Regions from separate parts of the Pan troglodytes genome. Here region 1 is linked to region 2. A link is a contact called in public HiChIP or PLAC-seq data. All regions are on one chromosome and are shown on one strand. The core of a region is the stretch at or near the end of the contact, and the rest is flanking DNA. Distances in the headings are between cores, read along the strand shown.

What was found. HiChIP or PLAC-seq counts read pairs in DNA pulled down with a chosen protein or histone mark.
Region 1: an H3K4me3 HiChIP or PLAC-seq map of stem cell-derived excitatory neurons shows a contact between it and region 2, with 10 times the contacts expected there. The contact joins the promoter of MXD1 here to the promoter of ASPRV1 in region 2. A contact is called at or near these places in 3 of 7 Hi-C or Micro-C datasets (blood, induced pluripotent stem cells and stem cell-derived neural progenitor cells), 1 of 1 datasets of contacts at active chromatin or transcription factors (stem cell-derived excitatory neurons) and 1 of 1 other capture datasets (stem cell-derived neural stem cells).

What each region holds. Positions count from the first base shown.
Region 1 is chr12:52,823,679-52,829,778 of NHGRI_mPanTro3-v2.0_pri, reverse strand. MXD1 (MAX dimerization protein 1) reads left to right here and starts at 3,027. Exons shown (of 6, transcript XM_525776.8): 1 at 3,027-3,543; 2 at 4,261-4,360. The coding sequence starts at 3,471. LOC112208286 (small nucleolar RNA U13) reads left to right here and starts at 851; the gene lies at 851-955.
Region 2 is chr12:52,641,316-52,646,939 of NHGRI_mPanTro3-v2.0_pri, reverse strand. ASPRV1 (aspartic peptidase retroviral like 1) reads right to left here and starts at 1,686. Exons shown (of 11, transcript XM_063789755.1): 1 at 1,598-1,686. It overlaps PCBP1 (poly(rC) binding protein 1), which reads left to right and starts at 1,727. Exons shown (of 1, transcript XM_515530.7): 1 at 1,727-3,481. The coding sequence starts at 2,061. The coding sequence ends at 3,131.

The sequences.
Region 1 (6,100 bases), core at 1,778-4,277, 180 kb before region 2:
TCATCCCATGTTTATGCTGTTACACATAGCTTTTTATTTAAAGTTCTGGTCATAAAATTCTGGTTCAAACATTCTAGAATTCCCAACTTCTATTTCTGGAGCTGTGACTCTCAGTCAGTCAATGCTTAGGCCATGCCTTTGAGGCACTAGGTATTGAAAGTCACCACTTCTTCATTATCTTAGGATTCTCAGTTCTTTCTTCAAAACTTACACTTTCAGGTTTTCTTAATTAACTGGTCATTCCATACATTTGTGTAAAATAATTTCTAGGAAAACTCTGAATCTCAAAACCTTTGTTTTATACTTACTACTTCATTTCCAGTAGATGGCACCAAACACCCTTTGAAGGTCTTCATTATACTAATTCCTAGTTGGTGTTGCTGGCTAATTGATAATTTCATCCACCACCAAGGAACGAACATGGTGTATTCTTCAGCTGATTCTCTAATTTTTATATAATGTAGTATTTTTGTTTGGAGTCTAAGCTAGACTTGTTGGCATTTAAATTATTTGCTGTTTCTGGCTCAGATTTCAACCTTTTTTCCCCCTAAGACAAAAATAAGTGTGACTTTCCGGTCAGGGTGATTGTAGAGGAAGGGTCATGATACTGAAATAGGACTTGGTTAAAATAAAGAGTTGAGAGTAAGAGACTAAAGACATATGCCAAATGTTTGTAATAAAATTAAAGAGAAAATATAAATATATACAAAATCCAAAATGTCAGGATAATGAAATCAAAGCATTTTTAGTATTATCACTTTGGGTATTTTAGTAGAATTGCACTCGTTTATGATTTTGAAGTTTGTTTTACAAATAACATCCAATTTAAAAATACTCTTTAAAAACTTAGATCCTTTTGTAGTTCATAAACATAGTAATTAGGTGTTCCCATTGCATGTATGAGATGTGCCTCCCAAAGAGCTTGTTACAGCGTTAGTACATTACCTGTCTGATATGGAAAAAAAAAACTGTTATATTTCTACCTTCATTTCCAACTTTGTATTGTGCTTTGAAAACCTTTACCTTCAGTATGTGTATTTCATTAGCATTTTCATAAAGAATCAGTTTTTAGATCCAGTTAACCACTGAAACCAGAATATGCCTATATGTCAGGCATGATTTACTACATGTTTATTCTATTTATTGAGTTGATTTAATTTTAGTGGGTTTGTGGACATTAAAAAATACATGTTTAATATTTCCCACCATAATTACATTTACACCTTTGTCTTTCTTTTTCTTCAGTACTTGAGTTGTCAGTGTTTTGTGACTCAGTCTGGAAATCTGTTTAAACTACCTTGTCTTTATACAACTACCAACAGGAGGATTGGTAATTTGGGCTCTGGGTGAGACATACATAGGTTCAGTTTCCATGTCTGCAGCTGAATGCATGACAGGGAAAATCATTTAGCCTCCCTGGGCCTCAGTTTCTTCACGTGCAAAATGTAATTAACACAACCTACCTCATGGGGTTATATTGAAGATTAGAGATAATGTAGGTAGGATACCTACACATAGTAAGCTATTATATATTGGCAACAATAATAAACTTTTAAAAAAAGAAATATGTTCATGCTTTACTCATTTGTATTTTGGGGACTCAACCTACCAAGAACTTTATTTCTACTTTTAAAATTGGAGATGTCTGTCAGTACATTGGCAGTGTAGCTTGGTTTGCCAGATAGCTTTCATTTCAAAAATTTTAATAGGTTTAGGGACCGATCTTTAACCTTTTTAGTTCTGTATACGTAACATTCTATTAAGCATTTCTATTGGTACCACCCCATGCGGAAACACACCATTTGCAGACGTCTTAAAGAGTATTCTTGGCCGGGTGCGGTGGCTCACGCCTGTAATCCCAGCACTTTGGGAGGCTGAGGTGGGTGGATCACCTGAGGTCAAGAGTTCAAGACCAGCCTGGCCAACATGGTGAAACCCCGTCTCTACTAAAAATACAAAAATTAGCCAGGCGTGGTGGTGGGCACCTGTAATCCCAGCTACTCAGAAGGTTGAGGCAGGAGAATCGCTTGAACCCGGGAGAAGGAGGTTGCAGTGAGCCGAGATCGCGCCATTGCACTCCAGCCTGGGCGACAAGAGCAAAACTCCCTTTCAAAACAAACAAAAACAATAATCTTGTGAGTGTTTTCATCTAGAATTAAAAGGGAGGGGAAAACCCCAAAAGAGATTTAAGCAAAGAATCTTAGGGTTTAATGCCATTCTGTAGGTTCAGGAAATCTCTGAGCTTTAAAAAGCCGCTCGCGTGAAAGTAATTAATTATTCCATCACTTCCCGGGGGTGGAGGGGGGTGCGGAAAAGGCGCATGAGCTCAATGCTGTATACTGCAGCCCGATTCCAGCTCTTTCTTGAGGGCAGAAAAAACGCCGGGCGTCGAGCATTTAGCAACGGCCGGCTTTTCTTCTCAAGCCCCGCAGCAGCCACGTGGCGCCTGCCCTAGCTCCCGGCTCACCGGCCACTAGCCTGCACCGCTCTTCGGGAGGATTCGAGGCTGGGCCCTCGCCAGCCCGAGTTCCGCGAAGCCCAGAACCTCCAGGGCCGCGGCCACCAGACCGAGGGCTCCGGCCCCGAACCCAAGCGGGGCAGAGCGCCCAGGCGACACGAGGTGCCAGCCTTCCATTCGATGGACGCCTGGCAGGTCCCCGGAAGTTTTCCCCGGGGACAGGTCTTGGCAACAGGTCCGAGGCAAGGCCGGGTGGAGCACAGCTCCGCAGCGGCTGGTGAATCAGCGCCGCCCAGCGCCGGACCGGCCCTCCCAGCCAATGCCAGACCCGGTGAGGAGCAGCCAGGCTGCTGACCATCAGCCACTTAGGGCTCGCCTGGCCTGGAGAAAGGTGACATCATCGTAGCTGGGAGGTTTCCGAAGGCTTCACCAATGGGAGACCGGCGAGGTGCTTGCCTTCTGCAGCTCTTGGCCAATACTAACAAAGCAAAAGGGGGCCCGGGTTGTTGGTATAGAACCAATGGGAAACAAGGAAGGAGCACGAGGCGGAGTTGCGAATCCTGTCACCAGTTGGAAAGAGGGGGTGGAGCCCGGGCCTTGTCAAGTGTGACCAACCAGCGAGAGGAGCGGACTTTGCGGGGTGGAGCCCTGAAGCCCTCTCCCAATCGCACAAGTGTAGGGGCGGGGCATTCTTTGGGGGGCCCAATGAGGAACGCGGCCGAAGCTGGCCTGTCAAGAGAAGGGGCTGGGGGCGGGGAGATGGTGAGTCGGGGATAAACACTCCGCGGCGGTGGCGGCTGCTGCTCTGCTCCGGGTTCTGTCACTGTGTCGGCGGTGCCCAGCTCACTGGCCCCCTCCCTCTCTTGTCGAGCGTGGTTGCCAGAGAGGCTCCCTCAGCCCTGCTACGCGGGGTCCACAGCGGGCTCCACAGCGGGCTCCACAGCGGTCCGGCGGCGGCAGCGAGCCCGTGGGCAGTGGGGGTTGGTCCCGTGGCTCCGGCCCCCGGTGCAGAATGGCGGCGGCGGTTCGGATGAACATCCAGATGCTGCTGGAGGCGGCCGACTATCTGGAGCGGCGGGAGAGAGGTGCACGGGGACGGGGAGGGGTCCACTCGAAACGAGGCCGGGGGTCCTGTGGGGCCGGCCTCAGGTCCGGGCGCCCAGCCGCTCCGGGGGTGGTTGGAGGCGGGGAGACCGCGAGCGCTCCCAACCCCTCCGGCTCTCCCCACGCGCGGTCCGAAGGGAAGCCGCCGCTGCCCCAAAGCAATGAATGGGGTGGAGAAGGGGCTGCCGCCCGCCGGGGTCCCGAACGCCGCCCCTTCCCCAGCCCTTCACGAGTGGGTGGCCGGGGCCCCCTCCGATAGCCTCCCTGGTTTACCTCACCCGGGCTGGTCCCGGCCGGCCCCCGGGTGGGCCCGGCGCCCCAGTCTCCTGGGCAGAGGAGCAGCGCCTCCCGGTCCCCGGCTCACGGTACTTGCCCCGCACCTTCGCCTGAGCTGGTTCCACTTAACCCGCACCAACCTGCTGGATGTAGCCAATGGGAAACCCAGGCTGCGTGAGCCTAGCCACTACTGTGTCTTTCTCAACAATGAGCAGCTGGAATCCTCCTTACACCTGCTCCGAACTGACGATATTCACACAATTTTTTTAAAAATCATTGTTCTCAGAATTCCACCTTACTCCATTTAATTATTTCCACAATATTCTTTTAAAGATAAATAAAGGAAAAAGGAAATACTATAGAGAGGAGAGAGTATTAAATATTCTGGGCCCATTCATTAACTGGATCCTCCTGTTTTCTAGAAGCTGAACATGGTTATGCCTCCATGTTACCATACAATAACAAGGACAGAGATGCCTTAAAACGGAGGAACAAATCCAAAAAGAATAACAGCAGTAGCAGGTAATTTGGTAAATACTTCTTTCTGTCTTTTAGATTATATTGTAGGTGACACAAACTGCTGAATGTAAGTTGCCTGTTGTGATTATAACCCTATAAAATTACATTGTGGCCGTCATGATTCAGTAATGTACACATGGACTTAAGTCATTGCAGGAAGCTGTTTCTGTTTGGGTTGAGGGAACTGAAAAGAAAAATAGAAATGTTTTACATTTCTTTATGAACTTTATTCAAAATTTAATTTCACTTTTCTTCCCTTTTGGAACAAAAAAAATCTGTGGAAGCTTCAAGTGAGATTAGCAACGGTGACAGTATTTTCCCTTCAGAAGTTGCAGATTCAGGGCAAGTTTTCTATAAGTCAAAATGCTGGACATTATCCATTTCTTTTACTTTTCATAGTAATGATTTTATAAACACATTAAAGTACCTGACTTGGCATAAGTGATAGGATCTCATACTTGACATGTAAATTAAATACAGTGGTTTGTTTGATACTCTAATTTGTCATCTCTATTTGTAATGGCAAAGAGGAATGATTGAGGTTAAAACCTACCTCTTTAGTGATAGAGGAATATATAATACCAAAATATTAATATGCTACAACTTTTCCATGTTAGCCTTATCGATTATCTTATACCGTAGTTCTTAAAAGCTGTGAATCTCACTGGAGATTTGGTTCATGGTCAGTTAAATCACATATTAAAGTCCTATGCATAGTTTCTGGTACATGCAAATAGTCCATCAATGTTGCTGCCCGTTTCCCCCCTTCTTTGCCCTTAAAATATAGTTGGCTAGGAAATTTGTTCTATTAGATCCCTTCAACTATACCTTTCCTGCCAGTAAATTAAAAGCATTGACCTTTTCGTCACTAGTTTAGAATCCTTATCCCTCCCTCACCCTCATGAATAACTCCTTGCAAGTATCTATTTGGATATCCTCTGTGGCTTAATACAGACCAGGAATTTCCCACTTAAACCTAAAAATCACTTGTTCTTGCTGCGTCTTCTGTACTTGGTTTACCTCTTTAGTATCGTTAGTGGAACCACAGGATGTGAGCAGCATTACTTGTGCCATGCCCTTGAATAAAAATGGCACTTGAAGGATCAACCTGGTAATTACCTGGTAGGTTTTGCTTGTCCTCCCACCTTAGCATTACCTGAAGGTGGTAGTCAGTAGTTTTGTGCATGGGTATGAAGGCACTTTAAGAAAGATGTTAATACTGACTTGTAATATGCAATGGTATAAAAACAATTAAGCTGTGTTGCATTTTGTTACAATATTTTTTAAATTTTGTTTAGAAGAATTTTGAGGCCTTTCAGTTAATTTTTCTGGAAAAGCATCATCCATTTTTGCTTTTATTATTGTCCACTAATGATTTGAGAGGAATTGTCCAAGTTACTTATTGAGGCTTAATACCTTAACACTTTATTTTTTTCCTTAGTTTCACAGGAAGGTTGTAGGGGATGTTCACTAGTGGGGATAAGAAAATGAGATGTTGAAGTGGCTTGGTCCCAAAAGGTGATTAGGAAAGAAAAATAATAGTAGTTAAGAATCTTAAGCCAAGAAATGGATTCTTTCTAGTATCTTCTCTTTAATAATCAGTACTATGCCAAAAAAAAAAAAAAAAAAAAAAAAAAGGCTACAAATCCTTCTGTTAATGGGTTGGTTTGCTTTCCATGGTTAGAGACGGGATTATCACAGTTGTCCATACAACTGACTGATAGTGAGTTAGTGTAATATATT
Region 2 (5,624 bases), core at 437-2,936:
AAAAATTAAAGATAGAATACGGCGAACTGCCTTGCATCGGATGTGCTGGCACTGGCCAATGCACAATAAACGCCTGTCCCTTCTAGACTAAAAATGAACACTTATTTGTGGTAAACTATTAATAAGATTCACCGGCCAACTGTCCTATGAAAAAGTCAGAGGCATTGTAGTCTCTTCGTAGCTCTCGTTCTCTCCAGCACAACAGCCCATGCTAGGAAGTCTAGAAAAGCAGTAATTTATCTCATTCCTTAAATTAAACAGAGGTTTCTAAATGCTTTGGTACTGTGGGGACCCAAATTATCCCTTGATACTGCCCCCTATTATCCACTATTAAGCTTTAAAAAGGCGAGAAATTAAATATTGTGCCCACATTTTACAGCCATTCGCGTTCGCGTTTCAAATTAAAGGGAGGAAAACGCGTTAAAATTAGGCCTCCGACCTTCAGACCAGCCTGTGGGGTTTTTTAAGTCATAAAACTCGCGGAGGTGGAAGGCCCCGGGGAAGAAGGGGGGTGCATTCTAGAGCTTTCGGGCCGACCCCAATTTCTCGTTGGCGACGAATGCTAACCACGTGTCGCCATTTTGTGTTCAGGAAACATGGCGGCAGCCCCCAGGGTAAGGAACAGGGCAGGCGGAGTAGCGCCACGTTAGCCGCTTTCCCTGAGAGACTGTGAAGCACGTTGCGCACGGGGCCCTTTCTGGTCTGGCTTAGCCCAAGGAGGAAGGGGAAAGGGCAGAAATCACAACTCGTAGGCCAGCGTCTTGAGCGACACTTCCTCAGCGGGAGGAACCGGCAGAAAAGGCCTTCCAAGATGGCGGGCCCTGATGGGGCCGCCCCCCTTGAGCCTGGCGCGGTGGCTGCGCCCATGGGCCCGAAAAGCAGCCGCGGGAGCCCAGGCCGCGCGGGGAAAGCCGCAGAAACGTCCTGAAGCCCTGGCCGGCAGCCCCTTAACAAACGAGGCCTCCACAGGTGTACACTATTGTTTCTAATGTCGGAAAAGGGTGCCGCGGTGGAAACGACACAAGGGCAGGAGGTGGGGTTTCTGTGGCTTTAACCGAAAGAAACTTGCGAAACGCAAACAAAGCATTATGTAAATGGACGCCATTCTTTTTAGGACCACGTTTCTAGCACGCCCCACAAACAGCAGAGCCGCGATTCGGCAGGCGGCCGTGAGTGGGTTTCGGTCTTTCTGCCCACCGGCCGCCGCCGGGGAGCAGGAGCTGGGGTGGGGGATCCATGCAGGGCGCCCGGACGCCGGGGACGAAAGGGCCCCACGTGCCCGCCCGCGCGCACCCGCTCCGCAGGCCTCGCCTCGCCGCCCCTCCCCCCCGGAAGACGGCTGCTGCCCCTCCCATTCCCCCCACACCCTCGCGCACGCGCCCTGGTCACCTCACGCGCACGTTTTAAACCCGCGGCGTCCCGGCTTGTGCCTGCAGTTTCCGCCGGGGCTGCCCATGTCGTTCCGCGCACAAGCCCCTCATGTAGGGCAGGAAAATAATGTCTATCCTGCATACACAGCACTAGTATTTTCAGTCACCCGCCAGTGCCGTTAGAGTTAATAAAATACGTAATCATTTTAAAACTTTGCCGGACTCACAGCTTCCGCCCATCGTGCGCTTCATTTTCACTACTGCAGTGTCAGAAGGTTTTTTTTTTAAGGACCATGTAAGGGTTGGCGCAATCTTGTGACCTAAAAGAGACGGGTCCTCATTTTTTTTCAAGGGGTCCTGCGCAGCAAGCACTTCCGGGGTCAGAGGGTACGCGGGGTTGAAAGCGGGCTTCCCGCCCCGCCCAGACCGCCGAGGCTGCCGCCGGAGTCGCCACCGCCGCGCCCTCGCCCACCCGCCCGCCCGCCGCTCCTGGCCCCGCTCGCCCCCTCCGCCGCCGCCGCCCGCCCCTGCGACTACGCTGCGGCCTCCCGCCCGCTCCCGCTCGCTCCCGCGGCCCTCGCTCGCCTCGCGCCGGCAGTTTTGGGCCTACACCTCCCCTCCCCCCGCCAGCCGCCAAAGACTTGACCACGTAACGAGCCCAACTCCCCCGAACGCCGCCCGCCGCTCGCCATGGATGCCGGTGTGACTGAAAGTGGACTAAATGTGACTCTCACCATTCGGCTTCTTATGCACGGAAAGGAAGTAGGAAGCATCATTGGGAAGAAAGGGGAGTCGGTTAAGAGGATCCGCGAGGAGAGTGGCGCGCGGATCAACATCTCGGAGGGGAATTGTCCGGAGAGAATCATCACTCTGACCGGCCCCACCAATGCCATCTTTAAGGCTTTCGCTATGATCATCGACAAGCTGGAGGAAGATATCAACAGCTCCATGACCAACAGTACCGCGGCCAGCAGGCCCCCGGTCACCCTGAGGCTGGTGGTGCCGGCCACCCAGTGCGGCTCCCTGATTGGGAAAGGCGGGTGTAAGATCAAAGAGATCCGCGAGAGTACGGGGGCGCAGGTCCAGGTGGCGGGGGATATGCTGCCCAACTCCACCGAGCGGGCCATCACCATCGCTGGCGTGCCGCAGTCTGTCACCGAGTGTGTCAAGCAGATTTGCCTGGTCATGCTGGAGACGCTCTCCCAGTCTCCGCAAGGGAGAGTCATGACCATTCCGTACCAGCCCATGCCGGCCAGCTCCCCAGTCATCTGCGCGGGCGGCCAAGATCGGTGCAGCGACGCTGCGGGCTACCCCCATGCCACCCATGACCTGGAGGGACCACCTCTAGATGCCTACTCGATTCAAGGACAACACACCATTTCTCCGCTCGATCTGGCCAAGCTGAACCAGGTGGCAAGACAACAGTCTCACTTTGCCATGATGCACGGCGGGACCGGATTCGCCGGAATTGACTCCAGCTCTCCAGAGGTGAAAGGCTATTGGGCAAGTTTGGATGCATCTACTCAAACCACCCATGAACTCACCATTCCAAATAACTTAATTGGCTGCATAATCGGGCGCCAAGGCGCCAACATTAATGAGATCCGCCAGATGTCCGGGGCCCAGATCAAAATTGCCAACCCAGTGGAAGGCTCCTCTGGTAGGCAGGTTACTATCACTGGCTCTGCTGCCAGTATTAGTCTGGCCCAGTATCTAATCAATGCCAGGCTTTCCTCTGAGAAGGGCATGGGGTGCAGCTAGAACAGTGTAGGTTCCCTCAATAACCCCTTTCTGCTGTTTTCCCATGATCCAACTGTGTAATTTCTGGTCAGTGATTCCAGGTTTTAAATAATTTGTAAGTGTTCAGTTTCTACACAACTTTATCATCCGCTAAGAATTTAAAAATCACATTCTCTGTTCAGCTGTTAATGCTGGGATCCATATTTAGTTTTATAAGCTTTTCCCTGTTTTTAGTTTTGTTTTGGGTTTTTTGGCTCATGAATTTTATTTCTGTTTGTCGATAAGAAATGTAAGAGTGGAATGTTAATAAATTTCAGTTTAGTTCTGTAATGTCAAGAATTTAAGAATTAAAAAACGGATTGGTTAAAAAATGCTTCATATTTGAAAAAGCTGGGAATTGCTGTCTTAAACTCTTTGTTGGTGCTTTTTTTTCCCTCCCCTTTTAGCCTGAGGTGTTTGGAGGGAGGAGGGAGAAGGGTGGGCCCGTCCTTGGTATTCTCTCAAGCTCTTCTCACCTTATCGGTAAGATTCCATTCCCTCTGTGCCCCAACAAAGGAACATGGCAGGCTGGGCCTGCTTTGGGATGTTTCCAGAGACAGGGGGGTTCAAGTTCCAGAGAGAGGCCTCTGCCCATTTCTCTGGTAGAAACAAGGTTTTCTCGAGGGGAAAAGGTGTGCCCACTCAGTAGGACCTCTAAATGGCAGAGCGTCCTCTCCATCTAACCAGTTCCCCCCACCCCCACCTCACAGGATAAACTTAGCCAGGAACAAAAAAATATTCTGGGGTGGGAGGAGCCTGGGGAAGGGGTGTGGGGGAGGGAAAGGAAAGGAAGGGAGGGCAGTGGGCCGGGGAGGATTGGGGGCTTGGAGGAGGGCAACAGCTGCCGGGTGGTGGTGGGACTAGCGGGGTCTTGGTTGGGCAGCAGGGGTGGGAAGGGGGGAGGGGACGGTACCAACGAGACGCACGTGTCAAGCATGCACCTGTGGCAAGCAGCCTGTCAGAGGATGTTATTACACCTGCCAAGTGGTGTATCCAGAAACAAAAGAGGCCCAGTTTCCAATTCTTCAGCTGTGTGCAATGTTTAGAGAATCCCTATACCAGGAAATAATCCTGCCTAAATGGGTCAGTCTTCACAAGGCGGGAATGTAGACTGATGCACTGACTATAATCTAAGAATGATCTGAGTGTTAAAGATGCAGATTCCTCTGTCCCACCCCAAAACTAATCAGCTGTATTTTTAACAAACACCCCAAAGGAGTCTTAGATTTGAATGCCACTGATTGTCTTCAGTGGAGGAGGAAGATCCCGCTGTGAAGGCCGTAGCACCCTCACGCCCACATCAGCCAATAGGACTATCCCTGACCTGATGAGAGAAGGAAAACTGCTAGGCAAAGGCAACATTAGAAACAATAGTATGAGAAAATAGAGCCTGAGATGAGGGAAAGAAGAAACAATAGTATCAGACAATAGACCAGTAGGTGCCAAAGTGGGTAGTTGAAACCCCAGGCACTATGGGAGATCACTCATGGCAAAGAGAAGTTCCTGTGGGAGGGGAGTATTATCCACAGTAAATGTTCGTTGAGGCTTATTGTGTGGTCACGCAGGGTTAGGCAAGCAGTCACTGAAAGGAGCCCAAATTCTGGAGTTAGACTTGCTTTCAAATTTGAGTTCTGCCTCCTATTCATGGCTTTGGACAAATTAATCTCTATAAATGAAGATGTTAAAATTAACACCTTCTGGGCTTGTGAAAATAAAATGAAAGCATGTATATAAAACAGAACAGTGCTTAGAACACAGTAAATTTCAGTGTACTCGATTATAAAAAGCCAAAAGGCCCATTTCTGGGGGCTGAGGGTTGGCCACAAAATCTGGGCAGAGAAGACAGATGATTAAAAGGTAGGAAACAAAGCAATGTGTATTAAATGAGTTGGACTGAGAGGCCAAGACAGGTGGGGAGGGAGGGGGACCTAGTGAAGACCCAGAAGTGGGTACCATGCCTTCTGGGAACAATAAGCACAAATCCAAATCAAGGCAAGAGTGGATATAAGCTTGAACCCTCAAACATCAAGCCAAATAGTCTTTGAAGAATCCCTGAAACGCTGGGTGAAGCAGTTTGAATGCCCTATGAAAAGCAGGTCTTAATACCAAAAATTAGGCCAGGTGCAGTGGCTCATGCCTGTAATACCAACACTGGGAGGCCGAGGTGGGCAGATCACTTGAGCTCAGGAGTTTGAGACCAACCTGGGCAACATGGTGAAACCTCGTCTCTACAAAAAAAAAAAAAAAAGAAAGAAAAATTAGACAAGTGTGGTGGTGTGCACCTGTAGTTCCAGCTACTTGGGAGGCTAAAGTGGGAGGACTGCCCTGCACCTGGGAGGTCGAGGCTGCAGTGGCCTGTGATCATACCAATGCACTCAGCCTGAGCGACAGAGCAAGACCCTGTCTCGAAAAAGAAAAAAGAAAAGTAGGCCTCAGACTTTCCTGAAGCTCCTCCCCACTGCATCTTATACTGGG